Regions from separate parts of the Mus musculus genome. Here all the other regions are linked to region 7. The links are chromatin contacts, called in public HiChIP or PLAC-seq and promoter capture Hi-C maps. All regions are on one chromosome and are shown on one strand. Each heading gives the region's core, a stretch centred on a gene start, on an enhancer-like site or on the middle of the called end of the contact. The rest is flanking DNA. Distances are from core to core; before and after follow the strand shown.

What was found. Promoter capture Hi-C pulls out the DNA fragments that hold promoters and counts their contacts. HiChIP or PLAC-seq counts read pairs in DNA pulled down with a chosen protein or histone mark.
Region 1: an H3K4me3 HiChIP or PLAC-seq map of forebrain shows a contact between it and region 7, with 6 times the contacts expected there. The contact joins the enhancer-like site here to the promoter of Axin2 in region 7. A contact is called at or near these places in 5 of 39 promoter capture datasets (cranial neural crest, hippocampal neurons, liver and 2 more), 3 of 484 Hi-C or Micro-C datasets (cerebral cortex, forebrain and myocytes), 19 of 115 datasets of contacts at active chromatin or transcription factors (SST interneurons, T-cell acute lymphoblastic leukemia, craniofacial prominence and 14 more) and 1 of 9 other capture datasets (adipose tissue).
Region 2: a contact with region 7 is called in an H3K4me3 HiChIP or PLAC-seq map of craniofacial prominence, with 5 times the contacts expected there. The contact joins the enhancer-like site here to the promoter of Axin2 in region 7. A contact is called at or near these places in 5 of 39 promoter capture datasets (cranial neural crest, frontonasal cranial neural crest, hippocampal neurons and 2 more), 13 of 115 datasets of contacts at active chromatin or transcription factors (T-cell acute lymphoblastic leukemia, craniofacial prominence, embryonic forebrain and 10 more) and 1 of 9 other capture datasets (adipose tissue).
Region 3: an H3K4me3 HiChIP or PLAC-seq map of embryonic limb bud shows a contact between it and region 7, with 5 times the contacts expected there. The contact joins the enhancer-like site here to the promoter of Axin2 in region 7. A contact is called at or near these places in 3 of 39 promoter capture datasets (cranial neural crest, hippocampal neurons and maxillary cranial neural crest), 2 of 484 Hi-C or Micro-C datasets (myocytes and uterus), 17 of 115 datasets of contacts at active chromatin or transcription factors (T-cell acute lymphoblastic leukemia, astrocytes, cardiomyocytes and 12 more) and 1 of 9 other capture datasets (adipose tissue).
Region 4: a contact with region 7 is called in a promoter capture Hi-C map of second pharyngeal arch cranial neural crest, with 3 times the contacts expected there. The contact joins the enhancer-like site here to the promoter of Axin2 in region 7. A contact is called at or near these places in 5 of 39 promoter capture datasets (cranial neural crest, frontonasal cranial neural crest, hippocampal neurons and 2 more), 1 of 484 Hi-C or Micro-C datasets (nephron progenitors) and 17 of 115 datasets of contacts at active chromatin or transcription factors (SST interneurons, astrocytes, craniofacial prominence and 12 more).
Region 5: a contact with region 7 is called in an H3K4me3 HiChIP or PLAC-seq map of embryonic limb bud, with 3 times the contacts expected there. The contact joins the enhancer-like site here to the promoter of Axin2 in region 7. A contact is called at or near these places in 1 of 484 Hi-C or Micro-C datasets (CD4 T cells) and 5 of 115 datasets of contacts at active chromatin or transcription factors (astrocytes, embryonic limb bud, embryonic stem cells and 2 more).
Region 6: a contact with region 7 is called in an H3K27ac HiChIP or PLAC-seq map of epiblast stem cells, with 6 times the contacts expected there. The contact joins the enhancer-like site here to the promoter of Axin2 in region 7. A contact is called at or near these places in 7 of 39 promoter capture datasets (the 3T3-L1 cell line, the SN4741 cell line, cancer-associated fibroblasts and 4 more), 1 of 484 Hi-C or Micro-C datasets (nephron progenitors), 20 of 115 datasets of contacts at active chromatin or transcription factors (T-cell acute lymphoblastic leukemia, bone marrow-derived macrophages, cardiomyocytes and 15 more) and 1 of 9 other capture datasets (embryonic stem cells).

What each region holds. Positions count from the first base shown.
Region 1 is chr11:108,603,655-108,607,708 of GRCm38.p6, reverse strand. It overlaps Cep112 (centrosomal protein 112), which reads right to left. Exons shown (of 27, transcript NM_001373899.1): 20 at 1,314-1,496. Among named protein-coding and RNA genes, the nearest start is that of Gm51924, 35 kb to the right of the region's middle. Within about 2 kb of position 2,123, at least 33 of the 459 cell types and tissues checked have an H3K27ac peak or open chromatin away from gene starts, as enhancers often do. A contact at or near this core is called in SST interneurons, differentiating embryonic stem cells, embryonic forebrain and 2 more, where this site is marked.
Region 2 is chr11:108,522,915-108,526,691 of GRCm38.p6, reverse strand. Cep112 (centrosomal protein 112) reads right to left here. Exons shown (of 27, transcript NM_001373899.1): 16 at 3,314-3,373. Among named protein-coding and RNA genes, the nearest start is that of Gm51924, 45 kb to the left of the region's middle. Within about 2 kb of position 1,336, at least 1 of the 459 cell types and tissues checked has an H3K27ac peak or open chromatin away from gene starts, as enhancers often do.
Region 3 is chr11:108,551,295-108,555,252 of GRCm38.p6, reverse strand. The region is part of intron 17 of Cep112 (centrosomal protein 112); the gene reads right to left. Among named protein-coding and RNA genes, the nearest start is that of Gm51924, 17 kb to the left of the region's middle. Within about 2 kb of position 1,847, at least 35 of the 459 cell types and tissues checked have an H3K27ac peak or open chromatin away from gene starts, as enhancers often do. A contact at or near this core is called in craniofacial prominence, embryonic limb bud and neural tube, where this site is marked.
Region 4 is chr11:108,584,460-108,588,139 of GRCm38.p6, reverse strand. The region is part of intron 18 of Cep112 (centrosomal protein 112); the gene reads right to left. Among named protein-coding and RNA genes, the nearest start is that of Gm51924, 16 kb to the right of the region's middle. Within about 2 kb of position 1,434, at least 14 of the 459 cell types and tissues checked have an H3K27ac peak or open chromatin away from gene starts, as enhancers often do. A contact at or near this core is called in neural tube and second pharyngeal arch cranial neural crest, where this site is marked.
Region 5 is chr11:109,310,916-109,314,721 of GRCm38.p6, reverse strand. No RefSeq gene overlaps it. Among named protein-coding and RNA genes, the nearest start is that of Gm39441, 15 kb to the right of the region's middle. Within about 2 kb of position 2,396, at least 258 of the 459 cell types and tissues checked have an H3K27ac peak or open chromatin away from gene starts, as enhancers often do. A contact at or near this core is called in astrocytes, embryonic limb bud and memory CD8 T cells, where this site is marked.
Region 6 is chr11:108,483,246-108,487,090 of GRCm38.p6, reverse strand. Cep112 (centrosomal protein 112) reads right to left here. Exons shown (of 27, transcript NM_001373899.1): 7 at 451-498; 8 at 101-178. Among named protein-coding and RNA genes, the nearest start is that of Cep112, 60 kb to the right of the region's middle. Within about 2 kb of position 2,155, at least 11 of the 459 cell types and tissues checked have an H3K27ac peak or open chromatin away from gene starts, as enhancers often do. A contact at or near this core is called in epiblast stem cells, where this site is marked.
Region 7 is chr11:108,918,784-108,922,561 of GRCm38.p6, reverse strand. Axin2 (axin 2) reads right to left here and starts at 2,213. Exons shown (of 11, transcript NM_015732.4): 1 at 2,001-2,213.

The DNA.
Region 1 (4,054 bases), core at 874-3,373, 310 kb after region 7:
TCTCGGACCATGCGTATTATAATAATCACCTGTTAGTAACCACATACCCATAAAGCAATCAAAACATACATCCCTAAAAATGTCTATTACTGACAGAAAATCTGATCAAGTCTACTCCTATTGTACCAATTACTCTCTGAAATAAGACAAACCAAGGTCAAATGAAAAATACCCAACTCCCATTCTTTGCCTTACCGCCAGCTGCTCTCCACTCAAAAAATTAACATCTTCTTTAATTAAAAATGTGTTGATGTTTAGGTAATTACAGAATTGCTTAAACACATACAAACCAGAAGATTTCTTTTGCTATTTGGAAATTCTCTTATTTTAGAAGGAAGGATAACCAGGGTTGCTTCTAGTGTGGTTAGCATGCTTGGATTTCAGTGGCAAAAGAGGTCTTTAGACCCACTAGATGATATGGTTTTATTAGAAAAGAAAATTATCTTTTTATTGTTGTCAATTGCTCTTACATTTTTCTTTAATAAAATTTCACAGCAATCTGCTCAAGAGGCTATACTAAAGGCCCTTGATTATATATACCCTAAAGAATGTATTGTACCACAAAGATACATACCCAATAAGATTTTTTTCATCTGAAATTTATAAAGATAATTTTCCATGCTGACAGTGCACATTTCATCCATAAGTTTGAAGAGTCAAATGCTACCACAGCTGGGGGTTATTCTGCCAAATGGCTTCCAACAGGGACTACAGAGATGGAGGCTAGGAGGCTTGTGTGTGTGTGTGTGTGTGTGTGTGTGTGTGTGTGTGTGTGTGTGTGTGTGTGTGCAGGAAAAAGCAACAGACCTGATGAGAAAGAGCACTTCTCTGGAGTCATTTTTATCAATTATCATCCAAGTAAGGTAATCAAACATAGAGTCTCATGGAGAAAAACAACAATAGGCAGGAGAAGCAAATATGAAAGCAGCTACTTGATTGCCTTCAGAGATTAAAACAAAAAGCCAGGGGTGAGGCTAATATATTTCTTAGGGATTTTCTAAGGCTGAGGGGAGGGGTAAGGGGCATACCTTTAAAAAAAATCATGAAAGGAACTGAGACAAGATTATAAAAAAAGGGACCAAGTTATAGCGCGCCATGGGATTTTTAATCTGGCTACCTGTGGTTTCTGTAGTTAAAGCCTTATTCATCCTCCAAACAGGGGGTGGGGCGGGGGGAGAAAACAAAAAAAATCACATTTATATGTCAGTTTTGCAAATGATCAAACAGCGTGCATCAAGAAGAATAAGAAAACATGAAACGCTGATGACTTTTTAAGATAGACACCCGTTTTAGCAAATATTATTGATAATTACCTGAGCATCTCGTTTCTTGGACTCTTGAATTTGATTTTCGTGCTCCATATTGGCAGCGCGAAGCTGTTTCTCCAGGTTTTCAATTTCCCGATCATGGTCTCGGACTAGGCTATCCTTCTCTGCGCTGTGCTGCTGTAATAGGTGCGTCTTCTCCTGTTCATGCTCCAGCTTCAGCTCTACTATCTGATTGGACAATGAGGAGGACAGTTCATCAACAGAACATCCTTGTCGTCATGACAACTCATGTACAGCTTAATTTTCCTCTAATTTGTCCAAGTTGAAAATTTTATTTTTGCGTCATTATTACCTCACCCTTAAAATACATTCATTTGATGGGGAGCATTTTATCTAAAACCCCTAATATTCAATATGCTTGGCATATTCAGGAAATCCTTTGCAATCTGTTGACACTAATGTCTGAACACTGAAAAAATTGATGTTGAATACTAGGTATTTCCTCCCCAAGAACTAGGCATTACTGATCAGCAATGGCTGTAAACGGTTACTAGTCAGTATGCCTTGCTTTCTGCTGGAATATAAACATGTAAAAAGCAACAATTAAGTCGATCAGTTCCCTTTATTATTTCCCCATAAAAGATCTGAGCTAAATACGCATCTGGATTATTGTATATACAGTTGTCTTTTAAAAATAAAATGATAAATTTCAAAGCTCTATTATCTCGTTGTCAGCTCGGCACACCAACATAAACAGATGTTATGTCTTCCAGAAGGGCACCTGCTGTGCCGCAAGCCTGCGCCATGATTTCATAAAAAGCATTCTATTCTCAGGATCCTTTCCCAGTCCACTCCACACTGGAGACTGTGACCTTGGCCAGTCTTAGCCTCTCCCTGCTAGACTGAATGGCAGCCTGAGACCAAGGGCCTGGTTGCCGCAGCTTTGATACTAATCCTCCCAGACTGTGCACAATGGCACCCTACCTGGCCTGCAAACTATAGCCAGCCAGGCTGTCTTTGAAGCAGGTGATGAATAGGGGACTGCAGGAAGCCAGCTTCCCCAGTGAACTCCAGGCCACACAGCTGCTAAGAACAGTCACTTGGATTTTTCTTCAGTTTTGGTGGATTTCAGGGTGTGTGTGTGGGGGTGCTGTTATTTAGAATATGTTGTGTTATTTTCAGCGTGAGAATTCATCTTCAAAAAAGCTAACAGTAGGAGTCTGCTCCAAATCGATCTTGTTTCCTGCAATGAATCACCAGACTACCTTATCTTAAAGCTATAGCAGTCATTTCTCCAGGAATGCACACAACACTAAATCTCAGAAGTAATTTTTCTATGAATTTTAAAGTTTTAATTCCCTAATTGCAAATAAGAATAAAAAAACAAATTAAGTTTGCTTTTAGATTAGAACATATGTTTTAAAATATTTTTATTGTGACTTTAGAGTTGGGAAACCAATAATAAATTTATAATTGTTCATAAATGTGTTATATTATTTAAAATAAATGTATGCTAATTCTTGAACCTACACACTTATGATTATGTTACAATACTACATAAATAATATAGAAAATATGTTTTGCATCAAATTTACTTAAAATTTGGATGTTTGTCCATATATTATTTCAATGTATTAGTAAAGAGATAAATAGTACACATTTATAGTATATTCTAAGTATACCAAGTAGTAAAGGAAAAAGGTTTTTATTATCTAAAATAAATGCATATGTTTTATTCTGTGATTTATACAAGTATAATATTAATCCCAAAAGAAAAGGGAAACTAAAGTGAGCATTATTAGAGCAGATTTTCAGCAGCTAACTGTATTAATTATTGAACTAGAAAATCTTTAGTTCTTGGATGCATTATTATTTCTACTCAGTGTTATAGTATCAATTATCACTATAATAAAATTTAAAATGTTAATCAAAATTCTCTAAACATATTTTACAATGAAGAGAAGTAGAGGGAGGCATAGAACATTCTACTGAGGTCTTTGAAAATTTGGAAAAATAGGTACGACTCAAAATTGATAGGAAGCAAAATAAGTAACCAAATAACCTGAAACTACAACGGAAGAATTATAGAATACTTCCCTTGAAAGGACATATGGCAAGAAATAGGGATGAGGCCCTAGTAATGAGTGATGCCCAACTGCTTACCCTTCCTTGATCTTACAGGTTTCATACATACATACAATGCATTGTGGTTCTGTTCACCCCACTACTCAGGTGTGCTCCAATCCCTCCTTCTGAGCCCTGTCTTCTTCTCACCTAGTCCCCGCGCCTGCATTAGAGAAATGACATCACTTCCTTCAGCAACCATTTGCAGTCAATTAGCTTCCATGAGTACCTCCTCAATTCACAATGGAAAGTTGGAGGGCCTGTATATGTGTGTGTGTGTGTGTGTGTGTGTGTGTGCGTGCGCGCACATGTACATGTTTGCAATGACTAGATGTGAGCCCTGTTCCATGAGCAAGACTATACATACCTTATACTACAAATCAAGCCAGAAGCCTATAGTTGTTGAGGGCATGAGCCCAAGGAAGCAACACACCACTATTGAACATGCAGTCAGACAGCCATCTAAATATTTATACCCAAAGACTGATGCAGCTTTTAGCCTGAAGTAGAGAGGATCGGATTTTTTGTTTGTTTTTTGTTTTCTTGTAGAGGGTGGCAATTAAATCAGATATTTATAAGCCATCAGAGCTCTAAGAATAATAACTAAAGAACATTCAGTCTTGAATACGACAGTGGTGTCATCCCTACATTCTGACCCCAAA
Region 2 (3,777 bases), core at 87-2,586, 390 kb after region 7:
CTCTAGTGTGGAGTTATCCTCTCTAGTGTGGAGTTATCCTCTCTACTGTGGAGTTATCCTCTCTACTGTGGAGTTATCCTCTCTAGTGTGGAGTTATCCTCTCTAGTGTGGAGTTATCCTCTCTAGTGTGGAGTTATCCTCTCTAGTGTGGAGTTATCCTCTCTAGTGTGGAGTTATCCTCTCTAGTGTGGAGTTATCCTCTCTAGTGTGGAGTTATCCTCTCTACTGTGGAGTTATCCTCTCTACTGTGGAGTTATCCTCTCTAGTGTGGAGTTATCCTCTCTACTGTGGAGTTATCCTCTCTACTGTGGAGTTATCCTCTCTACTGTGGAGTTATCCTCTCTAGTGTGGAGTTATCCTCTCTAGTGTGGAGTTATCCTCTCTAGTGTGGAGTTATCCTCTCTAGTGTGGAGTTATCCTCTCTACTGTGGAGTTATCCTCTCTAGTGTGGAGTTATCCTCTCTAGTGTGGAGTTATCCTCTCTAGTGTGGAGTTATCCTCTCTACTGTGGAGTTATCCTCTCTACTGTGGAGTTATCCTCTCTAGTGTGGAGTTATCCTCTCTAGTGTGGAGTTATCCTCTCTAGTGTGGAGTTATCCTCTCTAGTGTGGAGTTATCCTCTCTAGTGTGGAGTTATCCTCTCTAGTGTGGAGTTATCCTCTCTAGTGTGGAGTTATCCTCTCTACTGTGGAGTTATCCTCTCTACTGTGGAGTTATCCTCTCTAGTGTGGAGTTATCCTCTCTAGTGTGGAGTTATCCTCTCTAGTGTGGAGTTATCCTCTCTAGTGTGGAGTTATCCTCTCTAGTGTGGAGTTATCCTCTCTAGTGTGGAGTTATCCTCTCTAGTGTGGAGTTATCCTCTCTAGTGTGGAGTTATCCACTCTAGTGTGGAGTTATCCTCTCTAGTGTGGAGTTATCCTCTCTAGTGTGGAGTTATCCTCTCTAGTGTGGAGTTATCCTCTCTAGTGTGGAGTTATCCACTCTAGTGTGGAGTTATCCTCTCTAGTGTGGAGTTATCCTCTCTAGTGTGGAGTTATCCACTCTAGTGTGGAGTTATCCTCTCTAGTGAAGCCATAACCTGGAGCAGAACAGGCATTTCCAGGAATCAGCTTGTCCCCTCAACAATCAAAACTGCTTAGATTGCAGTGCAGACCTAGAACTGAGATACTCATCAAGCAGACCACAGCTTGACCAAAACTGCTTCATCTATGCAGGGCACTTGCCCTCCACCCTAATCCTTTCTCCATTTAAACCTAAAGCTCACATCCATTCACAGAAGATAGGACTTCTGGTCACTGAGCCACATTTTCTGCTCCATGGATTGAATCCCCTTTCTCTGCTTTTCACTACTCCTTGGCTCGGTAGTGTGTTGGAAGGTAGCAAAGCCTAACTTCCATGGCTGCTGCAAAGTGGGCTTCTGCCCTAAGCTCCAGTTACAAAGCAAATTCTCATGTTTCCTTCCTTTTGTCTATTCCACAGGGAGAAAGGCTGACAGCAGAACCTTAGATTATTTGGTGGCTAAAATACAGTAAAGAATTCAGTAAAAGCAAAGGCTATCTGGGTCTCTCTCTACAGGACAGTTCTCAGTGTGTCTTGCTCTAGACAACGGCCTATCCTGTTCCTTAGGCCAGCACATGAGAGAACTGGCACACATCACAGCAGCAGAACAAGAGGCCAGAAAGAAGTCCATAATGGAAGAGGAGCCAGAGGGCTACCCAGGGAACAACGATGAATAGTAAACCCAGGCTAACCCAGTACCTTCCTTACACAATGGAGAGGGCTTACGGCTTCCAGTAATCAATCAGTCAGTCTCTCTCTCTCTCTCTCTCTCTCTCTCTCTCCCTCTCTCTCTCTCTCTCTCTCTCTCTCTCCCTCCCTCCCCTCTCTCTCTCTCTCTCACACACACACACACAAGCAAAATATTTAGGAAACTGCATTTCTCAGCAATAGAGAATGAAAAGCTGCACTTATAGACATTTCATATTCCTGTTTAGATACTGTTTTATAGATATAAATATACTAAACACGTTATAATGAATTATAATAAAACTGCAGGAGTAAGAAAATAATTACAAGCTGGGCAGTAGTGGTGCATGCCTTTAATCCCAGCACTTGGGAGGCAGAAGCAGGTGGAATTTCTGAGTTTGAGTCTAGCCTGGTCTACAGAGTGAGTTCCAGGACAGCCAGGGCTACACAGAGAAACCCTATCTCAAAAAATCCAGAAAAATAATAATAATTACAATTATAAAAAGCACACAAACAGATCAATATACATCAGAGGAAATCCTTTTTTTTTTTTTTGTAAGTCACAACACACTCTTTATCCTGTACATCTCTTGGAAAGCAGAGACTAACAGCTCCTAGCCTCACCCTATCACCTAACATGATGCACTGTCCCAGTAGACACATTTAAAGAATATCAATTAAGCAACTAGAGGGACAAAAATGATGGCTTGCAATGTGACTTGAGAATGCTACAATACACGCCAGGGTTAGCTTTAACTTACATAGATATTAATGAAAGGGTAAACCTCATTTTCTATTATATTTTACAAGTGGATTCATTTGGCAAGTATTAAAAATAAGTAGTAACAAAAATATCAATAAAAGTCGGGCGGTGGTGGCGCATGCCTTTAATCCCAGCACTTGGGAGGCAGAGACAGGTGGATTTCTGAGTTCGAAGCCAGCCTGGTCTACAGAGTGAGTTCCAGGACATCCAGGACTATACAGAGAAACCCTGTCTTGAAAAAAAAAATCAATAAAACCTTTGTTATTTCAACTACTTTTACCTTCTCTGTCTTATAGCAGACAATTTCAGAACTGAGATAGCAGTCACAAATCTATCAATTGTTGTCTAAAGTATTAAAAGCTTTAGTTACTACTGATAATAATAGGAATACTAAAATACATTTAAGGTTGTGCAAGCTGTAAGTAGTCAATGCTGTGACTGTTTTACGGTTTGGATTGCAGGTCTGAAGTTCTTATAGCATGGATGATACACAGGAATGCAGTGTAAGGCCCAACTGTTTCAAACTTATAGAAATAAAAAATCAGGTTGTTCATAAGAGAGATTCAGTCAATGAGAATCTTCCCTCCCCCAACAGAGTACAAAACTAGAGCTTTAATGTTGGTGTGATTAACAACTGAACTTGAAGCTGTTCATAAACATGAAAACTTTGACTATATTGGTTAACTGAGATTGAATTAGTAAGAAAACAAATCTTTAAAGGATGAGATAAATCAATTACTAAATCAGCCCCCTTTACCTGCTTAAGTTGTTATTTTAAATGTTTATATTTTCCAAACATATTACCTTTTTCTCATAGGTGTGTTTTAAATGGTTTTTCTCCATGTGAAACTTATTTTCTTGATCCTGTAAATGACAAATGTTTATTCTTAGTATGTTTTATATACCTTTAGAGTAAATAAAATTAGTGACCTGATAAAAGCAATGAATGTACTGGATATCAAACTTAGAGTTATACATGTCATTTGCTTATCACTAAGACAACCCTAAGCACCTAACTGTCAAAGTCACGAGCAGCTTTATATAACAAGATATAAGACCTCAGCTGTGTGGAGGTATCCTGTCCTCAAGTACAAGGACTGCTGTGATGTTCAAGACTGTGAGACCAGGAATAAGCAACTAAGTCAAGATGGTAATGCCAACTTGAACCATGAAACTGCTTCATATCCTCCTACTCGGTGCTCTGTGACTGAGAGAAAATGAAGTGCTGAGGAGAGGGAAAGGGAGAAAGACAGTGGAGTTTCAGAACT
Region 3 (3,958 bases), core at 598-3,097, 370 kb after region 7:
ACTGCTGGTGAAACAAAACAAAATACTAACATGTTCTCAATTACATGGCAATAAGCTAATTTTATTTATAAATGATCTAACTTAGAACTTCCTAAAGAGTCTACAGAATTAAACTATCCCCATAGTAATTCATACTTTGATGTGATATGATACTTTCATAATCTGTGATAGTTTCAATAAGGAAGGAAAATAAAATTCACTTTCATTCTTTCCCTTTAAAAAGTAATGTATGTGGCAATTACAGTATATAGACCACAGGTAGTCTACCCCACACTCACAGTAGCTGAGTAACATGCCTGTATATTAGGAAGAGTCAAGGTCTCAGAAAAGACTCTCTTGACATGGCACATTAGGCTCCCCATCTACACCCGTGTGTCATAGACTTTCTGTTTCCCACTGCATTTGCCCAGTTCCCTTACATCAACACAACTGCTGAAAACTTCAGTTTGACTAGAGTCCATATTGGCTGTTGACTCACGAAACTTCATCATGATAACTGGGAAAGTTAGTCTTTCTTGCCAATATGACAAGATTTATAATCTCCTAGAAGAAACCACTGGGAGTTTCTCAGAGATGCTCAACAAAGAAGGGAAGACTCAACTTTAATCTGGCTGGGCATCCGGACTAAATAAAGGTGGAAAAGAGAGAAAGCAGAACGCCGGAATTCCCCTTTCACTGGCACTTGTTCTATCCAGATGCAGCAAGCAGCCTCCTGTTTGCGACAATCATAATAGACTACACCTTCAAACCATGAGCCAAAACAACTTGTCTCCCTTAAGTTCTTATCTATTTTATCACAAAAACAAAAATAATAGCTAACACAGTAACTTCTCAGGTTTTCAGCTTCTGAATTTGTTTGCTTTAGTCTACCAGTTTTTTAGATTTCAAATTTCCATAGTACCTGACTCGGTGGTTAACAAAAGAGACAAATGAGTCAAACCCGTGCAAAGTTGATAATCCTAGAAGTATATCAACAATATAAGGTCTTTGAATCTCAGGGGAAAACAAACTGGTCCCCTTTGGATCAGGAAACCAATCTAGGCCCAATAATCATAGCAGAAAAGGGAGGTGTGTGTGTATGCTGTAGGAGAGAATGGAGTGCACAGACTCACATGGGGGTTAATGGACACACATAAACAATTTGAGTCAAGTCATTTAGAAAGTACAAAAGGAAAACTATTTTGTCAAGGTTAGAGTGGTAACTCAAGCCTAGAATAGAATCCTAGTATTTGGAAGGAAAGGAAAGTAAGATCATTTGCAAGATGAGTCAACTGGGCTACCTAAGTTCTGAACCAGTTAAGGCTACATAGAGAAACCCTGCCTCGAACAACAACAACAGGCAAATTAAAAATAAATAAAAAAAAAAATTAAATAATTAAAAAAAAAAAACTTTGGTGACAGAGAAAGTAAAATTTAACTTTTTTTTTTCTGGATAGGAGATTTAGACTCAGAAGGCCCAGGTACGAAGCTCAGCTCAGGAACACATCATTTATGAGATGCTGGGCAAGTTGCTTCATTTCTGAAACTCCACCTCTCCTAGCAGATCACACACAGCCACACAGGAGTCTTTTGAAGACTTGGTATTAAAGTATTGTGTTTACTGTAAACACTAAATGAAGTAAGGCTTTACATTGTTAGTGGATTTCACTCCCCCAATCATGTTTACTTCACCACATTTCACTGGAAAAGTGGAATTGTAAGTGTAATAAAACTCAAGAAGCTAAATATATAAGCTGCTTTAAAATGAGTTTGCTGAATTCTAAAGAAAGCGTCTCACAGGGCTAAGAGGATCTCAGGTTACACTTTGAGCTCACTGTGTGAGACAGTGCTCCAAATGTCTGTCAGTTCAGTGAGAGGCTTCCTGACCATCACACTCCATGTGTCCTCAGGAGAAGAAATGGAGTGTTCTATGATGACATTTCTACAAAGAACCACTTAACAGAAAATACATTTTTCTCTGCTTGAAGCACGGCGGTCACATATTGCTCTCCTCTGCAGGCTTCACATTGTGTTTCGCAGAGGGAGGGTTAAGTCAGCATGCTCACTGGGGCTAAGGAATGTTTACAATAAACTGCAAGCTCTGACTGCTCTGGATCTAAACTGGTTTCAGATGCTCCAGCAGAGTGGAGAAGAGAGAACAGCTGGGCCCCCTTTACCACCACACTGGTATTCAAGAGAGCTATTTGTAAGAAGAAAATTATGCTCAGATTTTGGGAACTTACTAAATTATATGGATAGGTTTTCTCTAGCTATTACAAATGATTATATTAATACAAAATTGAATAACCATTATCCACCTATTAATGTATATTCTCATTATGACTTTTAATAATTTAGGTTTATCGCCAAACTTAAAATAGACTTAATTCTAGTTGCAAAAGAGCAAACTAATAGTCACAACAAATTAGTTAGAAATTATTAAAATAAAGCCTGTTTAATATGTAACAAATATACACAAGAGAGCCACAACTGCAAAATAAATGAGTACACTTATAGACATGATAAAGCCTTCATGAAGAACTGAAGCATTCTTCGCTTACCATGGTGAATCTCTTTAGGAATCATTTCAAACACTACTACCATTTAGAAGTGAACCATTAGTCATCATGGCGTGAGCTAAGGAACAATTAGCTCTCCAAGTAAAGAACTTGAAATGTTTCTAATTATAATCACATAGCACCCCTTTAAAAAGAAAAGGCAAAATCAAAGAATCAGACATCAAAAGGCCATTAGGTCTCAATACAGACCATTTCCAGACCTCGTTTACTCCACATAAAACCTCCTTTGGGGTGTTTTCATTTTTCACTAAGAACAGAGATATATGGTTTAAATTACTGAAGTTTCTTCAAAGTTCCTTGACATTTGTGTATTCTACAATTAAAATGAATAAATTTTATACCAGGTAATAAAAATTAGAGGATTAAAATTTAACAGTTACCGTAAATGAGCTAAATACCTAATAAAAAATGGAAAGAAAAAAAAAAAAAAAAAAAAAAAAAAAAAAAAATTTAACAGTTACCAATTGTAAAGAACCATCATTAACTTTCATGACACCCAACTTCAAGAGCTATGATTTAGGAAAAAATAAAGGAAATTCAATGAGAAAATAAAAGCGTATTTTTGAATGCTAGGCATACTTAACTTTTTTATCTATTGTTTATAATTATCTGACAAAAGTCTTCTTCCAGGCAGTCATGTCTGTTTGCTATACTCCTGACCTCTTGCTTGGACATTAGCATGTCATACAATTCATGTTCTTGAAATATTAATTCCTTTTGATGAGGCAGCTCTCTTCTCTGCTAACTCATTTCTAATCCCTCCTTCGATTTATCAGGAGGAACAACACTACTAAAATTAACATCAGATCAAAAGATAATTTATGAAAATTTGTTAGCAACAAAACTATTTTCTAGATTTCTATTTTATAATAGCTAACAACCAACATATATAAGAAGGTACCATCACTTGGAACATTTTCTCATAATTTCAGATGTGTTACATAATTTGACCTCTTTAATGTGAAACGAACTACAGATACTACAGATACAGATACAGATACAGATACAGATACAGATACAGATACAGATACAGATACAGATACAGATACAGATACAGATACAGATAAACTACAGATACAGAAAACATTGCTTTCACCATGGCTGATGGCTGGGATCTCATCTCAGCTGCATATGTGAGGATTTGGTTTCTTTTCACTATCATTAGTACTATTTTTATAACTTTCAAAAACACAATAGAACAACATTTACACACTGCAACATGGTATACAAAATTGCATAACTGTAATCCACCTATAAAGGTAAAGTAAATTCTTACTAATGCCTTCTAGTAATTTAGGTTTAACATCAAACTTAAAATACAATCAATTCTGGTCCTAAGAAAATCAAACTATAACATTCTGGGCAAATTACTTATAAATTATTAAAGCAAAGCCTGTTTA
Region 4 (3,680 bases), core at 185-2,684, 330 kb after region 7:
ATTAGACACACAAAAAGACTTTTAAAAATACAAATGTTAAGAAATTCTTAGGCAAATAGATGAAACTAGAAAATATACTGAGTGAGGTAACCCAATCACAAAAGAATGCACATGGCACTCACTGATGAGTGGATAGTAGGCCAAAAGCTCAGAATACCCAAGATACAATTCAAAGACCACATGACGCTCAAGAAGGAAGACCAAAGTGTGGATGCTTCAGTCCTTCTAGAAGGGGGAACAAAATATTCACGGGAGAAAATGCAGAGACAAAGTGTGGAACAGAGACTGAAGAAAAGGCCATCTAGAGATTGTACCATCTGAGGATCCATCCCTTATACAGACACCAAACCCAGACACTATTGTGGATGTCAAGAAGTGTTCGCTGACAGGAGCCTGTTATAGCTATCTCCTGAGAGGCTCTGCCAGAGCCTGACAAATATAGAGGTGGATGCTCAAAGCCAACCATTGGACTGAGCATGGGGTCCCCAATGAAGGAGCTAGAGAAAGGGCTGAAGGAGCTGAAGGGGTTTGCAACCCCATAGGAAGAACAACTATATCAACCCACCAAACCACCAGAGCTCCCAAGGACTAAACCACAAACCAAAGAGCATACATGGAGGGATCCATGACTCTAGCTGCATATGTAGCAAAGGATGGCTTTGTTGGGCATCAATGGGAGGAGAGGCCCTTGGTCCTGTGAGGGCTCTATGCCCCAGTGTAGGGGAATGCCAGGGCAGGGACGCGGAAGTGGGTAGGTGGGTGGAGGAACACCCTCAAAGAAGGAGGGGAAAGGGGAATGGAACAGGGGGTTTCCACAAGGGGTGGGGACCGGGAAAGGGGATAACATCTGAAATGTAAATCAATAAAATATCCAATAAAAAAGAAAGAAAAACCAAAGTAAATGACAATGGCTAGTAAGTAAAAATGAAATATTTTTCACTTTAAATTAACACTGACCGAGAATGCCAAACCCCACTCCATTCCTCCTCTGCAATTTAAGCAGAATAGAAAACAAGCCGTAGAAAGCTTATCTAAAACTAGAGTTCTCAGTTGCCATAACTACAAAGGATTCTGCTTCCTCACACATCATCATTCCAAATTCCATTCACTTCAAACAAAACCAAAGGGAAACAAGAGCTCCTTTATTGTGTATCTCTGGCTTCAAGAAAAACCAAGGATGCAGTCTGGCAGCCCACCCAGGAGCAGGAGCAGGACTGCATGCATGCATGCCTTTCTGCACGCGGAAGCAAGAACTAGAAGTGGCGAAGGCCGCTGGGATCTTCCTGACAGGGTCCTCAGACTTATTCCTTGCCAAAGGAAGGGATACTTTAGAGAAAACCCAGGTGCCCAGGGCTTCAGCAGTGTACTCTGGAACTTAATTGTTTCCCAATGTAAGAAAGGTCAAGAGTAACCATCTACAGGAGGTCAAAGCTGTCAGGGTCACAGCTGCTGCGTTTCAACATTGCCCTGGCAGTTGCAAAATGATCTCTTTAGTTCTGGACATCTGGGAAGGGGAGGGCAGAAGGTGAAGGAAAGGAGAGAAGGAAAGGGGCATGACTTAGCTCAGAGTCCTCTTTTAAGCCAGAGTATGATGATCTATCCTTATTGTCAACGTTATAGGCTTGGAATCACCTAAAAGACATACTTCTGTGCATGTCTGTAATGATACTATACAGGGACTGACTGAGGAGACCCACCCTCAGTGTGGGTAAAATCATCTCCCAGGCTGGGGTCCCAGATTAAATAAACAGGAAGAAAGGGAGAACCCAAGCTGAGCACCAGCATTTCTGTTCCTCTGTACTCTGAGGACACAATATGGTCAGGTGACTTAGCTGCCTGCTGCCACACCTTCCCCACAGTGATGGACTGTGCCTCAAACTGTAAGCCAAAACAAACCCTTTCCCCTCTTGAACTTCTGGAAGCCTAAATTCCTGTCAGTAGCAACTTAATTGCCCTATTTGCATCTTATTTCTTTGAAGTGCATTAAATATTAACCACTTTCTATGACAGAAGTGTCTTTAAATGCATGACTACTGATTCCCTAAATGAGAACTGGTTCTAGGAAAAAGGAAGAATGGACAATGTATGATCACATAGCATTTTCCATCAACTACAGTTATAAAAAGTAACTGGTCTTTCTCCAGTAAAGTGCTGTGCACCATTACTTCATCAGTAATATGACATGCACAATCTAGGTTGTACAATTACAAAGTTATATAATTTAGGATAGAAATGTGCTTTATCATACTTACCAAATATTTAGAAAGGTGCTAGGAAATTGTCTTTTAACTCTTTTAAGATACATATACATAGCTAGATACACAAACATTGAAACACACAGACCCGGTCAACAGATAGGTGCAAATGCCAGCAAGTATGGCTTGGAAGAAGGCTCAGTGCTTGACATGCTTGCCCCACAAGTAGGAAGAGCAGAGTTTGTATCTTTAGAACCTCAATAATGTTGGGTGGAGGTAGTAGCCATGACTAAAGCCTCAGAATAAGTCAGAAGGTCCCCAGAGGATGCTGGTTAGCACAACTAACCATAACAGCAAGCTGCAATTTGATTGACAGAGCCTGCCTCAACCAATAAGGTGGCAGAGTCATTAAGGGTGACCTCTGATATCAACCTCAAACCTCTGCACCCATACACAGGCATTTCCACATATATGCACAAACTGTATGCATATCCATGCACACCACAAACCTACACAGGTAAAAAAGAAAAAAGTAGCAGAAAGCTAAATAAATAATTGTTTATATGCCTGGCTAAATAGAGATTAAAAACCTAAGTCCTAGACAAATCTGCTTTATTCTCCTGTAGGATTTAATCTATACAAGCCACATACAATTTATATAATTGATAATCCTGAATGGGAGATTCTAATCTAGCATGTATTTCCATATATACTTTAACATTTTGTTTAACATTTATTCAAGTCCCCCAGTAAAAATCACTTGATTGATGTGTGAAAGAGCTAGCTGTAAGGTTTCCATCACACATGGAATCCCTTAGTACTCATACAAATGGTGCTTTCTTATCTCGGAAATCTGATTCTACTTGGAAACTCTATGTAATAGAAACCATTCCTTCAACAACAGACAACCAAAAGAACATCCTGCTTGTGTCATCACTATTAGTATTCAAAAGTGTGAATTAACCCCACCCAGCAACTCAGGCTTGGCAAGTACTTCTCTTGAAATCAGGCCACGGAGATGGAATGTGAAAAAGTAACAGGATACCAGAAGCATGCACTACTTAGGGCCCTGTGTGAGCTCCCTCAGCTCAGAGAGACATGAGAAGAAGAAGGTAAGCACATGGACTCTAACAGTGGTCTGGAAGGTGTGGTGGAGTTGGAAACTGGAGCCTGGCATAGTGCAGAACAGAGATGGTCTGAGGAGTGATCCAATAGACATAGTATTTCCAAAAGCAAATCTCCAAATGCTACCTGTCACCTCTAACTATCTACATTTGATGGCTACCTCATTTTATGTATGGGTAAGGTTATTAAAATAATGGTTCCACAGTCAGACCCCACTCTATGACTGAACTGGCATGGCAAGATATGTCCATATCTCAATAGTGGCGTGTATGTTATGGGGTAGCCAAGTACTTTCTGGTCCACTCCACAGAAGGAAACTCATAGCTGTTACTGTTAATCTGGCCAAGAACCTATAGCTGG
Region 5 (3,806 bases), core at 1,147-3,646, 390 kb before region 7:
AGAAAAGGGGGAGGGGGGAAGGAGATTAAGTTAAGAGGGGGCTAGGCCTGGCTGGTATAAACGTGAATAGTGAGGGATGAACATGATCAAAACACATTGTATCACGTATACAATCTTTAAGATTCATGTTGAAAAATTTACAAATTGACTTACCATCTTAACATAATCAACCTCCATGACAGCTCCCAGTGACTCCTCGACCCCATGTTCATGCCTTCTCATTAGGCTATGGGAATAGTGAGGTACGACTTCTGAGGCTAGGTTATAAAAGATATTACAGCTTCTCTTTCCATCTCTTCTTTCTATCATCTTCTCTAGCTGAGTCTGCTGCTGTGTTGGGAGGATGCTTAGGCACTCTGATGACGACAAACATATGGTGAGAAACTGAGGTCTCCTGCCGACAATCATGTGATAGCACTGTCTTGGAACTGTTTTCCCCAGTTCCATCAAAGCCTCATTGGGCTGGACCAAACATTTTCATCTTTCTGATTTTTCTTTCTTAGAGCCGTGACTCTTTATTCTGATTCTCTCATTTTTTTCTCTCATATTCTCCCCCCACCCCCGTCTCTCTCTCTTCCAAACAGGATATTCTTGTGTAGCCCTAGGGAACTTTGAACTCACTCTGTAGACCAGGCTGACCTTAAACTCATAGAGATCCACCTGCTTCTGCCTCTTGAATGCTGGGATAAAAGGTGTGTGCCACTATTTCTGGAGCATTTGTTTTCTTGTATCCTTGAAAAAAGTGGGGTTTATTCTAGAATTTTCTTCAGTACAATTCTGTGTTGATTCATTTACAAGCCCAGCATTTCCATCTGGTCGGGCTCACATCCCTCCCTCCCTCCCCCAATGATTATTTCCATTCTTTCCACAAACAATTAAATATTTCTTAATAACACTGGATATTTATTGTCTGATGTATATAGGAGGAAGGACCTAGAGGAAGAGGAGCAAAGATACTTTGTTAATTTCCTTTTTCTTTTGTAGATGTGTATGTATGTATGTATGTATGTGCACCATGCACATGCAGTGCCAAGAAGCCCTGTTTAGAGCTGCAGATCCCCTGAAACTGTTGTTGCAGCTGTTTGTGAGCCCTTCTATCATGTGCAAGAGCAGTAAGTGCTCTTAATCGCTGGGCCATCTCTCCAGCCCCTCATTTCCTTTTCTAAATATTTTATGGCTTGTGGTACTTTCTTTTACATGTTTATAAAACTTGGAGCCACCTTTACGGGAACCTAGCCTTATGATTTCCAAAAAAAGTAGATGTGAAATGCCTTTTGGGAGGTGAGAATGAATGCCTTCTGCACAGGACAGTGCCCGGGTGACTTATTTCTGTATTCCAACATCTTCCAAGATGTGTTCCTGGAAAAACAAAACAAAACAAACCAAACCATGGAGCCATAATAATAAGGTCTTGCTCAAAGGTTTGTGATGAAAAATCTTGGGGATCAGCAGACTAAACAAAGTTGAGCAAGTTCTAATTACTTCAGGTCTTCCAGGAGTCTTCATATTGTTACTATGTGGAGACTCCAGTTTAAACTTCAGGACTGCTGGTTCATCTCTTGTTCCCTTCTCAGGACCACACTGCAGCAAAGCCTCTTTACATAAAGCATTCCAAGGTGTCTTCATAAACCCTCGGAAGGTCTATCAGTGTACAAAGAAACATGTAGCCCCGTACGGTCTCACTTGCTGGGGTATGATAATAGATCGTCTTATTTCAAATAGAAGACACTCAGGTTCACAAAGGTTAGGTACCTGTGGTGAGCGGCTGCTTGTTGGGGGACTAGGAACAAGGGAAATATTCTAGCTGAATAACCCAACGTGATGGGGGTTGCATTTTTTTTTTCTTGGCAAGACCTTGGATATGACACCTTCACCAGCTCCCTAAGCTAGCCTTGGATTTGGCATCCCCCTATAGCTCCAGGGCATTGTGACATATCTCAGGTGTGCATAATTCTTCCAGGACCTGATCTCGTCCTCATTAACCCAAGTTGTCTCTCTCATTTCCAGTCACAACTAGAGTATATTGTTACTTGATATTTATTTATGGACAAGCTAGTCTTTGTCTCAGATGCACACACACACTCCCCAAGCCCCATTCTTTTAAATTTGAGTGTCACTATGATTTTTTATAACCCATCTGGTAGTGAGCGGTTACAGACAGGAAAGAGGGCTACAGCTTGGGGTACCGGAGGAAAGGCACTCCCGAGAGAAAGGGAATCTGGTGTGGCGCTCCCTTGCCACACTCCAATCCTGCACCCATCTGGAGCAAATTCCGCAGAAAAGGCGAGCCCCGCAGCCCCCGGCAAGAGAGCCTAGCAAAGCCTTAGGACACTATGAAGAATAGAGTAAACGCAGGGCACCAGCGCCTGTAGGGCGAGGCCGGAAGTGAGCTGAGGGCGGAAATCCTCTGCAGGAGCCTAAGCGTCCTCTCTAGGAGTGTGGAGGTCTTTGCATCTCCTTGGTCCAGTGGAGGGAGCGGGGAGCCCGCCAAGTTTTTGGGAGACTCCTTACCTTTGGTGCTGACAGAGCCACCTAGTGAGGATGGGAGACCACTGACATTACTGCTTAAAACAAAACAAAACAACACACAATAAAACAACGAAGACACCGGAGCACAGTAGGGCACCACCTAAATCTTCAACAGTTCCCTATCCCCTACTCCCCCAGCATAGAACACATATTTTTCCAAAATCTTTTTATTTTAAATTATGTATTTATTTATGTGCACACGTGTCTTAGTCAGGGTTTCTATTCCTGCACAAACATCATGACCAAGAAGCAAGTTGGGGAGGAAGGGGTTTATTCGGCTTACATTTCCATACTGCTGTTGATCACCAAAGGATGCAGGACTGGAACTCAAGCAGGTCAGAAAGCAGGAGCTGATGCAAAGGCCATGGAGGGATGTTCTTTACTGGCTTGCTTCATCTGGCTTGCTCAGCCTGCTCTCTTATAGAACCAAGACTACCAGCCCAGAGATGGCACCACCCACAAGGGGCCTTTCCCCCTTGATCACTAATTGAGAAAATGCCTTACAGCTGGATCTCATGGAGGCATTTCCTCAACTGAAGCTCCTTTCTCTGTGATAACTCCAGCTGTGTCAAGTTGACACAAAACTAGCCAATACAACACATATTTTAATTTTAATATTTAATTATATATTTGTGTATGTACACATGTGTTTTTAAATCACATTTTAGTGTGTGTGTGTGCTGATGCCCTGGAGGCCTGAAGAGGTTGTCAGATCTCCTGGAGCTGGAGTTATTCGTGGTTGTGGGCCACCTGATGTGGGTGCTGGGATGGAACTCAAGTCTTCTGTAAGAGCAGTCTGTACTCTTAGCAGCTGAGTCAACTCTTCAGCGTGTGTGTGTGTGTGTGTGTGTGTGTGTGTGTGTGTGTGTATACATACTCATATACATATATTCTGAGACAGTGTATTTTTCATGCAACACACAGGAAAACTGATGATGATGATGTATTAGAATGGTTTCATCTGTGAAGCCTCACATTGAATGTAGGCTGGTGCTATACTTGAGCTGTTTTTTTTTCTCTTCATACCCTGGGCACGAGCACACACAGCGGTCCCTCTACTTCCTTCTCTAATTCCAGTTGGCTCATCTGTTGAGTCATGGTTTCAGGTGAGCCAGCTTTTATGCACTATTGTATCTGTATTTTCTGCTCTATAAAATAGTGAAATTTGAGTGAGTTTATAACTGCTGAGTCTGGTGGAGGGAAGAGCTGTCCAGGTGTAGTAATGTGTGGCATTTGATGCAAGAAAGAGTGTGGTGAAATTAGTTCATTTGGGGTAA
Region 6 (3,845 bases), core at 906-3,405, 440 kb after region 7:
AACCTCTTTCTCCTGTGCATCACGTCTACATAGAGTCTGAAAACCATTATACAAGATCAACTGTGTTATCTTAGGCGTGTGAGAAACAGCACAGTCCTACCTCTTTCTCGTGCATTCGAGAGAGAAAATGGTCATCATGAAGACTGCTAGCCTTCCTCAGGCTGCCCTTGGGAGTCATCTGTAAAACCAGGAAGAGTTATTCTGAACTTCTCAGGACGGTTCCCGGACTCTTTAAAGCTAAGCTAATACAGTATCTGAAACTCATTTCAAAGTAACGTTAGCTTTGGAGAAAAGGGTGACGCACTCAATTTCTAGGCAGCAAGACTAAATTATGCTTCGGAAGGTGGAATTGAAATTGATAAATAAGACATTTCTTATGTTTTTAAAACTTCATATTTTATTTATAGTTAGCTGTCCCTAAAAAAAAAATCCAGTGGAATCACCACCTACCAGAGAAACTGGGAGAGGTTTCTGTCTCAGGTACCGGGGATTTTCAATCTGAAAAATTAAAATAAAGACATTTGGAGATGTTTGAATAAAATACATCTTTCTGTGTGAAAATTTCTTCTGTATAATTTAATGTTTTGTTTATTTTTTGAAGTGCCATATATGCATTTCATGTGGCCCTCTCCTAAGTCGCTCAGTCTCATCTAATGCTCACCACACACTTCACATTGCCCAAAGCCTCAATGACTTACAGTGCCAGACTTGTGCCCTCTGACTGCTTGTTTTACTCCCAAACCTTCTAAGCACACATGGATTCATTCTTTAAATCTCAATTCAGTCACTACATCCTAGATATGCTAGAGACATGGCACTTTGACTGTAACTAACAGCATCAATGAGGATAGAGCATCCTTTCCGAGTCTCCTAGCCTGTCTTTCAGCTTCACCATCCCCAGCTTTATCTACATTCCAGGGGCACTGAACAACCTCTGACCTTGTAAAGCACTCGCTAGCTGCCAGGAGATGCAATCTTCAAGACTAGCTGGCTCAGAGTGAGGCTCCCCAGGAAAATTAACTCTTGCCAGGCCAGTGCCACCTGATGCTCATCTCTTTGTATGACCTAAACTGCATTTTCTCAACAACAAAAAAAGTGAATCCTAAAACAAAGACTGTGATTGCCAAGTTCCCCAGTCTCTTTCTCAAACCCACTCCAGTGTCCAGTGATATTCTCAAAGCAGGGGAGAGAGGAGATGCATTCGGTCCCACCTTTTCCCAGCTCTATCGTATCCTGGGTTCACATAAACGGCCCCGACATACCTAACCTTAATTGTTGAGCAGTGTGTTTCTACACATACCTTTGGACAGATGGAGTACAAGGATAACGTCTCCTCAGCTTTGGATCTCTGTTTCCTAGCACATATTTAATGCCTTTCGATGAAGTATTGCTTGAATTGCTTAATGGGAACTTCTTTAAAATTTCTATACCAATCATTTGATTTATAAATAAAATAAGAATTAAAAATCATTGCTAGAAAGTCTAATTTCTTCATGTCATGTGCTCACAATTTACTACACTAATAATCACAAAGTGAACAAGAACAGTACGACTCTGGCCAAAGAAAGGGTTTTTACCCTGCAATACTCAATTAAGTGACAAACTTTCACATACAACTTATTAAATCTTCAAAAATCCTAGCTTATTTCCAAAAAGCTAAATTTTATATAATTGCGAAGCTATCTAAATTCAATTTGACATAAGAGGGAAAGATAAATAATCAATTAAAGAAACAGAGGTAATTGACTTAAAAACAAATGTTAAGATAGCAAAGAGTCTAGTATAACAGCAGACGAGATCTGAGGAATACATGCATTTTAGTCACTAGAACAGGAAAATGTACACAATGATTCTGTGCACGATGATTTTCTTCACCTAGAGACTAGATCCTGTGAAGAAGCACTGGTAACCAGTCTGAATTTAAATCTGTCTCCTCATCCTCCACATAGACCAACAATGGAAGAAAAGAAAAGCGCCTATCACCAGTGCCTACATCACAATGAAGAGAAAGAGAATAGTAATTCCAAGATCTACATGAAAACAGACAAATAAGGACCCCAAACCTCAACAGAATTAGCTAGTAAGTACAGAGTCTCCGTGACGCTGGGCTTGCAGTGTGGAAGCCTGCCTTCAGTGCTCAGGACAGGAAGCTTTCCTGGCCGACAGGTGAGTCACAGCAGTGTACTTCCTGTCACAGGGGCAGAGCGACTAAAGCACTGTGCAGAGAAGGAGGTGCCTACTTCAGGGGCACAGCTCTTCAGAACAGGCAGCAAACTTATAGGAAGCAACAGAGGACTCAATACCTACTGTCTGAAAGTCCATTTGTGAAAACAAAGTTGGCATTCTTTATCTGGGGAACACAGAAAGCGAGTCCTTCAAAGGCATACACAAACCAACACAAACACCCAACTCTAACTCATGAAGCAAAATTAAGTACAAGGGGAAACAGGAAAAGAAAAAAACAATTCTCAAAGACGCTCAAGCTCTAATTAAGTTTAGATTTAAAACCAAAAGCCAAGGAAACCATCTGTGACTTATTTTTGCCCAACTCTACATTTACAAGCAGGACACAAAATATTGGTTTACTTAATTACAACGCAGCATTTCAACTCTACAGAAGTAAGTCTTATTCCAACCCTTCATCTTTAAAACTATTAAGTAAAGAAGTTAAAGCCTTCTGTTATTATGAATTATTTTTTCAAACTAGAGAATAAAGAAAAATGTCTATTCTAATTCATAAGAGCAACAAGCAACAGTAAAAACTGGTAACAATGTCTGTTCTTCTTCATTTGTAATACACTGAGTTTGGGAAATAGTCAAAGGAAAGCATGCTCTTGAGTCTATTTAGGGAAAATAAGCAATCTATTTTCTGATTTTGTAACAACAGCCAGATGTGCTTTGAAGTTGACGATTCCCACTTTGTAATTCGCAGGCAGCATGGACTTGGATGGAGCAATCTGTAAACAGTCTTAAAGCCGACTTCTTTCATGCTCTTGCAGAAAACCTCTTGTTCTCTCAAAATGCATCAAGAATGAATGCCACAAAAAGGATGTCTAGCGTGGAAGCTACCCCAGACTCATGTGCAAATGCTGATGTGGATGAGAGCACACAGAAGGCACAGCCCCAAGTACGAGATTCCAGCAGCGTGTGAACACTGGACATCTGCACAGTTGTTCAAAGCAAACTGAATAGCAAGAATAAAATATATGATAATTTAACTAGCCAGTAATACAGATATCTGAATGTTCTCTAGTAAAAACTGGCTTTTAATGTTTTATTTTGTTTAGCATTTTAGCAGGCACACTGAATTACAAATTGCTTTTGTTGGCTTATATCTTCTTATTATTCAGGTTTTAGCCAAATTGTCCTAAGTTAGTATCTTCTGGTAGACTAATAGTTAGAGTTTTGTTTCCAGAAAGGTTAATAAGCACTTTATCAGATACATGAACTTTAGAAGGAAATACATTATTAAACAATATATTGCCAATAATGCCACTAAAATATTTTTAATTAGAATATAGGAAACTCTACAGGAACGAGGGGAGCGCCTGGGGATTCAGCTTTCAACATCAAATCAACTATGCTTCAGGATTATATCTTATTAATATTTTAGAACTCAACGTTTGGGGCCAAAGATGGTTCGGTGGGTAAAGTAACCTACTGCCAAATTTGACAGCCTGAATTCAGCCTGGGGCCCACATGGCAGGAAAACCAACTCCCACAAGTTGTCCTCCACATACTCCATGTGAAGATTCATTTACTAGCTTACCGAAAATATTTCAACAATCATTTAACAGGCTTAAATAACATACATACACAAACACGCCATCCACTGGCACAAAAAA
Region 7 (3,778 bases), core at 964-3,463:
GCGACTCGCGGATTCGGCATGCACCCCCCACCCCCGATGATGTTGCCTAAACTCAAGACTCCACCAAAAACGTGGCTCAGTCTACACCTCTTGTCTTCTTTGCCTCCCCAAAGCAGAAACCAGTTCACTAACTTAGAGGCTTTGATCTTCAAACTTTTAAAGAGAGAAGAGAAACCTCGAGACCCGCCGCCCCCGGCTCCCCAGTCCACCTCCTAGAGCCACGAACCCAACAAAACCGGATCAGAAGGCTTCTCACGCTACTACTGCCTGTGCCAAGAATCCCAAACTACACTGATCCCAAGCCAGTCCTTTCTCCAAAAGAAAAGAAGTCTTATCTAACCAATAAACAAGCTTCTCTCCCTAGCCAGGGAAGGATCAAACTAAGGAGGGGCGGGCCGGGGTACAGGGAGGGACGCCAGGCCAGCTGCCCGAGACCCCGGGTCTGGGTCGATGCACCCCACCCCAGTCCCGGAGCTCAGGCCGCCAGGCTGGGCACAAACCCGAAGTGGTGGGGCCGGACAGTGCCGCGCACCCGGGCGCAGAGAAGGTGGCGAGGCGCCGTTACCTGGAAGATGAAGGCCGCCAGGCTCTCATCTCCTCTGAGCCCCTCCTGTCCCGTCCCTCCCCGGCCCAACTGCAAACGAAAGCCTCCAGAGTCCCGGTATGCCGTCCACCAGGAGCGAGGCCGGAGACCCCGGAGCCCGGATGGGGGTAACTCCCTGGTGTCAAGCCTCGCAGAGGTTCCCGCAGAAAAAGGCACGGAAAGCAACCGCCTAGTCCAGAAATGGCGACGCGCGGAGTCTCGGCCTCTCCGCAAAAGGGGCGGCAAGGAGGAACGGGGGGACGGGAGCGCCCTGGGCTCTGGCCGGTTCTACCCTCAGACTGAGCCTTCACCAGCGCTCCCGGCACCTAAGCGCGGACCCGCGGATGGGAGGGGGAGACTAGTGGGGAAAGAAGTGGGAGGGGGCGGTGGAAGGGCGGGGAGGGCAAGCGGGGGGCGCCGCCACCCTTTCATCCCACCTTCCAAAAGCACTCGCATGAACACGCACACCCCAACTCATCCACACCCACGGCGACTCGACCCCCGAGGGCGAGCTGCCCGTCTCCGCCTCCGTCCCCAACGCCACTTGGAGAAGTCTCCCTGACCGGCCCCCCGCCACCCCGGACCCCGCGCAGGGGAGGGGACTCCAGCTCACCGCGCGCAGGGCCGCCCGGCCAAACCCCCCGGAGCGCTGGGCGCCGAGCCCGCCGCTTCCCCTCCGCGCGGGCCCGGAGCGCGCCCCGAAATAGCCGGCCTGCCAACTTCAAAGCGCCGCCCCGCACATCAAAGCGCGCCGGCCGCCGGACCGCCGCGGCCTCGGCACTCACCATTGATCCGCTGGCGCACTCCTTGCGGAGACCTCGCAGGCGCCGCGGGCAGAGCCCCTGCCCGGGTCCCCCGCTGGACTCGCAGAGGCTGCCCCGGGGCCCCCCCGGGCCCGCCCGGGCGTGGGGAACATGAGGAGTCTCGCGGAGGCGGAGGAGGGGGTGCACGGAAAACAACGATCCCGAGGTCTGCGCCGGGTTTTTTTTGGGGGGGGGGATCGTGCGCCCCGCTGCCCCTTTTATGCAAAAGATCCGAGTGGGCCTCCGCCCCCACCGCGGCCGCCCCCGGCCCCCGCCCGGCCGGCTTTCAACCCAGGTCCTGTTTCCAGCAGTCACTAGGCGCACCAAATGTCCTCCGGGCGCTTCCAACAAAAACTGCGCTGTGGATTTAACTGTGCACTTCAAAGGCGCGAGCCGAGCGCACGGTCCTGGAAGGGAGGTATGCGAGCCGCACCCGGGCCAGCCCAGCGCGCTCCAGCGCCCCTTTTGGGGGGCCGTGCAATCCGCACCCCTCTACTACCCCGGCCTGCTCCCGGTCGCCCCCTCCCGCGGCCCCGCGCCCCGCTGCCAACCGCCCCCGGCCGCACGGAGCTTTCTTAGAAACGGCTGCGACGGGACCGAGCCTCCGACCCCACCTTTTACAGCAAAGCTCTCCTTTGGGGAGGCGGACGCCTCGGCCTCCGGGTGGCCCCGAAATCCATCGCGAACGGCTGCTTATTTTTATTTCCCGGTTCTTGGGCTGTTACTGAGTTGCCAGGACCTTATCAAAGCGCAGCCGGCTCCAGCCGACTCCCCCGGGCCGGGCTCGGGGAGCCAGTGATCCCGCCGCGCCAATCACAGAGGCGCTCGGCCGGCCCGCGCGCCGCCCGCCTTAAAGGGACAGCGCGCGCCCGCTCTGCCCCGCCCCGGCCCGGCCCCCGTGGCACACTCAGCTCCCGCGTTAACCCTTCCTTGGCCCTCGTCTGCCCCCCGCCGGCTGCTGGCGGCCCCGGGGTGTTCTCGGCCGGAGTTCTGATTGATTTCATGTTTCAAGTTCTCCAGCCTCTGCTCATGTCTCCTCCCCCTGCCTACCTAGCGCTCTCCAGCTCTAGAATGCCAGTTTCTCTCTGGCCATTGCAAGAACTGCAATAAAGCACCCGCCCCCCCCCCGCCCCCCTCCATCAAATCAAACACGTTCCTACCTTTTTTCAAATTTCCCTGGGAATTTGGAGAGCCTTCTGGTAGGAGCTAGATCCGCTGGCCAATTCTTAGGGCGTACTCTGACTCAGAAGGCATGATGTGTGTGTATGTGTGTGTGTGTGTGTGTGTGTGTGTGTGTGTGTGTGTGTGCACTTGTGCTCCAGTATCTATTTGCACTAATATAGAAATAGTTTGTGGACAGTTGTGTTTGGATGAAGATGGGCGGTTGTGAATTTGTCTCCACAGTGGAATCAAGGTGCGCACCTCAGTTCCCCAATATTGCAACCTTACACATCAGTCAGCACCTTCCTTGCACACTCATGGACCTCTTTCCCCAACAAATCCGTGCCCACCACACTCTCCCAAAGGGCTGCCACCATCCCATATGTTACTTATTAAACAGCCGTGGAATGCCTCCCACACATACGCGGTGTTAAAGTATTAAAAATTCACCCCACTGTCACCTTCGAATTCCTTTCCACATTCTCCCCAAAATATTTATAAGGCACGGGCCTTAAAAAAATATGCCATAAGTTCAGAACACTTATTCATTCATCTGTTGTTGTAGAGCATTTCCCCGTGGATGAGCTGATAAACTTGCGGGGGGGGGGGGGGGGGGGGAATGGAAGTGAGTAGGTAGCCTGATAGAGTTCTTACTTCACAAACGCTCAGTTCCGCCCCAACCCCTGCACCACATAAGCCAGAGTTGGTGACACATGGCTGCCACCCCAAGGTAGAGCCAATCAATAGAATGAGAATTCCAAGACCAACTTAGTAAAATGGAAGCCAGCCTGGGCTACCTAAGGCTCAATCTCTCAGAGACAAAGCAGTAACACAACAGCAGCAACAAAATATCAACAGCGGAGCCCAGGGCAAAGTAATCCAAAGAGAGGAAAGCCGAGAGAAGCAAGGGCCTGGCCTTCTGAAGGGAGGGCGAACATTCCGCTTTGGAGACTTTGAAACAGGTAAGAAACATGGCTGTCCAAAGAGGGAAAAGTGTCCCCCATGTTCTACTGGAGAAAGAACCCGGGCTGCAGCAAAGGGCCAGAGAGCTCACACACCTTAGGCCTCAAATTCCACAGCCTAGAAAGGAGGCCCGGTGGGTCTCATCCTCCTGCTCTTCCTCCATGGTCAATGTACCTGGGTTTCCTTGCAACCAGAGCTGACCTCTCTAAAGCCAGCAGTCCCGGCTGTGAAATGTGGTCCTTCCGGGGAAGACCAGAGGAAGCGTGTT